2 separate regions of the Xenopus laevis genome follow, and region 1 is linked to region 2. The links are chromatin contacts, called in public Hi-C maps. All regions are on one chromosome and are shown on one strand. The core of a region is the stretch at or near the end of the contact, and the rest is flanking DNA. Distances in the headings are between cores, read along the strand shown.

Evidence for each region. Hi-C and Micro-C count contacts between places; a contact is called where the count stands out from the background.
Region 1: a Hi-C map of the XL177 cell line shows a contact between it and region 2, with 3 times the contacts expected there. The contact joins the enhancer-like site here to the promoter of mbtps2.L in region 2. A contact is called at or near these places in 2 of 4 Hi-C or Micro-C datasets (the XL177 cell line and the XTC cell line).

Annotation. Positions count from the first base shown.
Region 1 is chr2L:45,103,290-45,105,989 of Xenopus_laevis_v10.1, reverse strand. sms.L (spermine synthase) reads right to left here. Exons shown (of 11, transcript XM_018246263.2): 5 at 903-1,078. Among protein-coding and RNA genes, the nearest start is that of sms.L, 26 kb to the right of the region's middle. Within about 2 kb of position 1,374, at least 1 of the 7 cell types and tissues checked has an H3K27ac peak or open chromatin away from gene starts, as enhancers often do.
Region 2 is chr2L:45,030,622-45,033,321 of Xenopus_laevis_v10.1, reverse strand. mbtps2.L (membrane-bound transcription factor site-2 protease) reads right to left here and starts at 1,447. Exons shown (of 11, transcript XM_018246260.2): 1 at 1,226-1,447. The coding sequence starts at 1,300.

The DNA of each region.
Region 1 (2,700 bases), core at 125-2,624, 73 kb before region 2:
CAAATAATAAAAAATGAAAACCAATTGCAAATTGTGTCACAATATCATTCTCTACATCATAATAAAAGTGATCTCAAAGGAGAACAACCTCTTTAAGGCATGGGATGGGGTTTGCCATTTCAAAGTGACGAAAACTGTGGCAATTCTTAAATTTTCCTAAATGTGCCTTTAAGTGTCTAATATGGGATTTGCAGAATAAAGACAGGGAACAGGCATTGCAACATTAAAGTGAGTATAATAAATATATATCTTATAAAAGTCAACTGCTTAATTTAGAGGACTTAAAGGTCTACCAAGAGACCCCAAAATTAGCAGCATTGGCTCATATATTGAAGTCAGTAGTTCTGTACAAAGCCATAGAACACAGCATGTCTCAGGTATGGGAGGATCACCCATCTTCGACGCCATGCAGATCATAATAGATAGATAGAGAAGAGTGTATAACTTTGTGACAAGTGTTTGATTGGATGCAAATGTTGCCTTTTAGCTAATTGTTTCCTCTATTGCTGATAAAGGTATGGGACCTGTTATCCAGAATGATCAGGGACTTCTTTATACCTTAAGTCTACTGGAGAATCATTTAAACATTAAATAAACCCAATAGGCTGGTTTTGCTTCCATTAAGGATTAATTATATCTTAGTTGGGATCAAGTACAAGCTACTGTTTTATTATTATAAAGAACAATTTAATAATTTTTAAAAATGTGGGTTATTTGGATAAAATGGAGTTGGGAGATGAGAGATTTCTGGATAAAGGGTTTCCGGATAACGTATCCAATACCTGTACAGTCTTTACCAAAAATTAAATTACATATCTGTTAGTGTAGTTTACGCTTAATATTCATTTTACATCCAGTGAGTTACCATTTGCTTTTGTGTATAATTTCTGCGCTGTACTTACTAACATCTCCATTGAGAATAAGAATATTTCCAAACTGCTTTGAGTGCATTATTTTTATATTCTGATAAGGCGATTCTTTACTGTAAACAACTTCATCTATGTCGTACTCAACCAGGCGTCCGTCAGCAGTGGGCCAGTATCTGTCTACCGGGGCACCTCGAACAAGAGCTGGTAATCTGTAAGAGAGAAAAAACACATAAAAGAAAAAAAAAAAGAGAAATCCTTATTCTTATTATAATGTCTATGCATTTAAAGGAACCAATATATAAAGACCAACACATGCATTTGATATAAAAAGTTGTATAGGACTCTGCATGCTATAGTTTACTGTAAAGTCATTAGACAAAAGCAGCACGACTGAAGTCCTATTACACCACTATTTTTCTCTGAGACTATACGTTTGTATAGAACAGACAGAGCCGGGCCAGACCGGGCAGGCGACCTAGGCAACCTGGCCAGCCGCGGCGCCGGCTGAGCGCGTGCATGCGCGAATTGAAGCTGTCCGGTTGACACCGGCGCGCATGCGTGCACTGACGCGGTGTTCGTGCGCAGAAGCGTCAAACGATGTGTGCGAATGCGCGGAAGCGCAAGAAGACAGGAAGTGAGGGGACCGGACAAGGGGTAGGCAACCCCCCCAGTTTTGCGCCCTAGGCACGTGCCTACTCTGCCTACCCCTAGTTCCAGCCCTGAGAACTGATACAAAAGGATGCAGATGGTGAATGAAGCTGCTAAGGTAATTCATACACTACAATCACCACAATCAATTAACAACTTAACAAGCACTGATGCCACCCAAAAGTCACCGTGTGTCTTTATTGTGTGCCACCATCATGTGGCTCCATTTTACATTGTATCATTGACCTGGTTTTACTTAGGGTTGACATGTTTTCACCAAAAACAAATATTGGCTGTCCTATATGTGAAATTTATCTTTGCTATAATAACATTGTTGTAATGCATCATTATGACAGGTCAGGTGCCAACCCGAACTCCACTTCCATGTTTCGTGATGATACCATTCACGGCAAAGTCAAGATCAAAGTTGCTACAGCTATTTCAAGTGACCTGGTGGTTTAACTCTGTTCTCCACCTGCCAACGCTTATGTCCAGTGGAAATAAGTACATTCCCTCATTTTACATTGCTGTTTTGCGCTCCCACCTATATATTATGCATAATATATTTCCCTGATTTTACATTTTCCCGGATTTTACACCATTTTTTTCTGGTCCCCTGAAAAACGTGAAATGGGGGTTCTACTGTAATGAAGGGAGATCTTGAGAATGCTTGCTTTGGCAAGCTGTCAGAAAAATCACAGTTCCTTTATCAAATAGGATATTCTTCTTTTTTCAGTAGGCATCCAATAATATTCCAGTTCCACATAAAAAAATCTAAAACTATAGAGGTTTCACCACAAGGGGGCACAAGAGGTTAAGAAATCCAGGGAATATAATCACTATACAGAGCTTGGGCATTCAGACCTTACTAGCCTATTAGAAATGCTTGCACCTTGACGGCTTTCTGCAATTTTGACAATAAACAGAATATAAACTGACTAGACCTCCTTTATTTCCACCATAAATGCTCAATAAAGAATGACTTTCCTTGCACTGCTGTTTATGGATCTCTGAAGCACCTTTTTTCTGTGCCTTCTATTCTTCTAACCTAGATCATTGTTGGCCTCTGAAATTAAGCAAGACAGTGTCAAACTGTCACTAGTGGCTTCACTGAAAGCATTAGTGAATGGTTGAGTATTGGCCTGTGGGAGCAGGGACAATATACTGCTGCAGCATGTTTCAG
Region 2 (2,700 bases), core at 198-2,697:
CAGTTGTCAGCACTTCTCTGACCTCCATGCTCCTTACTCCATTATCTGTCACCTAGTCTTCATCATCCACCATTACCCGGATCACTTACCATAAGATTGCACTTTTAAAGTTGGGTTCAGAGAGAGCATTAGTGTAAGGGGAAGAATGCACGCAGGAGGAGGCCTGAAAGATCATGGAGGAGGTATGAGCACACATGCAGCCCCAACAACTAAGGCCTTATTACTGGGAGGGACCAGAATGGATAAGGTTCAGGTACACATGTTCTAATAAGCAAGACCTAAACTGGACACTGTCATTTTAAAGTTAAAAATGATCACCCTAATGGCATGAGGTCAGTACATAAAAGCCATCTCTGCCAGTGCCAGGGGCCCACCATAGCCACGATGTGTGTTTGGATATGAAGGAGTGAGGTACAGTCCCCTAGAATGAAGTTGCCTAATGTTGCTAAACTGCAACTACCAGATTTTCCAAATAAGTCAGATGTAGGAAAATAACAGCCAGCAGGTTCATGAAACACTTGTCCATAGACTATATACTTGTCCATAGACTATATACTTGATTATATACTTGTCCATAAACTATATACTTGATTATATACTTGTCCATAGACTATACACTTGACTATATACTTGTCCATAAACTATATACTTGTTCATAGACTATATACTTGTCCATAGACTATACACTTGACTATATACTTGTCCATAAACTATATACTTGATTATATACTTGTCCATAGACTATCTACTTGATTATATACTTGTCCATAAACTATCTACTTGATTATATACTTGTCCATAGACTATATACTTGTTCATAGACTATATACTTGTCCATAGACTATATACTTAATTATATACTTGTCCATACTTGACTATATACTTGTACATAGACTATACAATTGACTATATACTTGTCCATAAACTATATACTTGATTATATACTTGTCCATAGACTATACACTTGACTATATACTTGTCCATATACTATATACTTGATTATATACTTGTCCATAGACTATATACTTGTCCATAGACTTCATGGGGTCAACTGCCAGTCTGCCCCCAAGGAAGCACATTTCGGTGATGACAATTGTCCATGAGGAGGAGGTATTTAGCCTTTTGCACTGTTGTCACCCTAAAGTTGATAAACCCGCGTGTGACACCATGAATACCTCCCCGCCTCTCATTATACGTGGAACAGTCCGGCCTTTAAATGCCTCACCGTCAGAAAGGTGTCAGCCAAGTAAATTGCGCACCATCCCCCGAGAACCACCACAACCAGCGATATCGGAATCATTGCGGAAGAACCAGAAGCAGAGCCATTGAGAATATTCAAATTCTATAGCAGCGGAACGAATAACTCCCGGTATCCTCCTGATCTATGTGTTTGTTCCACATGGGACGTTTCCGGACATAGTACCTATCAGAATGCTTCTCTTATTGGCTGTCAGCGAAAACCGCATTCTTCCATGTTTGTTACTGGCGGAAGAGAATGTTCAGGCTAAGCCAGCCTCAGCCTAATATAAATACAAGTGACTGCTACTGTATCCGTTTGTAAGAAAGCGGATGTATTTTGCAAGTCTTGTATTATTTATGGTTAATAAAGAATAAATTCTGATATGTGCTGGAATCTAGCAACAGTTTGCCATCTACCTGCTAATAACAACATTAGCTATAGAGGATGCAGACTCTGTGACTGCGACTGATGGGGAAGGAACCAATGGAGATTAGGGCGCCCAAAGGGCCATTGAGTTATTAACATAACATTAGGTTTATTACAGCGCTTGAAATCAGGGTATTTTTGCCTCATAGTAAACTCAAGTGTGGAGGGAAGTAGATACCGGCACAAAGGTTGTACACTGCATAATAGAGGTTGCAAAATGTTACTATATATAGATAGATAGATAGATAGATAGATAGATAGATAGATAGATAGATAGATAGATAGATAGATAGATAGATAGATAGATAGATATGACCCCCATTTGAAAGCTAAAACGAGTCAGAAGAAAAAGACAAATAATTAGAAAAAATAAATAAAAAATGAAGACCAATTGAAAAGTTGCTTAAAATTAGCAACTCTATAACATTTGAACCACCCCATTAAAGGATGCCCAACCGGCAACCTGCAGTCCTCCATCTATTGTTAAAGTGCAAATAGGTGCCAGTAGAATGCTGAGAAAAACAGTTTGCCCATCACCTTTATATAATGCCACCTTTAGGACCCCAGCCTTTGCACTTTACAACAGAGCCCTCTTTTATATCTAGCCAGACATATCTGACACAATTTATAAATGTTATTCTGTGATAAATGTTTGCTGTCTGGTGTGGAAATAACTCTATTACAATATAGATGAAAAAAATGTCATTCAGCTCCAGCTATCAATATGAAAACGATTTAACTATTGCACGGTGTATATATAATGGAACTCCGTAACGGCATATAATTCTGCATCAGCTGAGCTCTCCTGTAATTTTAAGGGTATGAAGAATGGCTGCAGTTGCTTTCCTAATTTACCACTGGAGCAGTAGTAGTGCCTTAACGTCACGTCAACCACATTTTAAAATGCATTGTAGCAATGGTCAAAAAGAGCATCAATCCCTTATGGTCTTTTGTAAATATCACCTCATCTCACCAGTATTTGATCCTTATACTATTATTATTAACATGTATTTATAGAGCCCCAACATATTTCG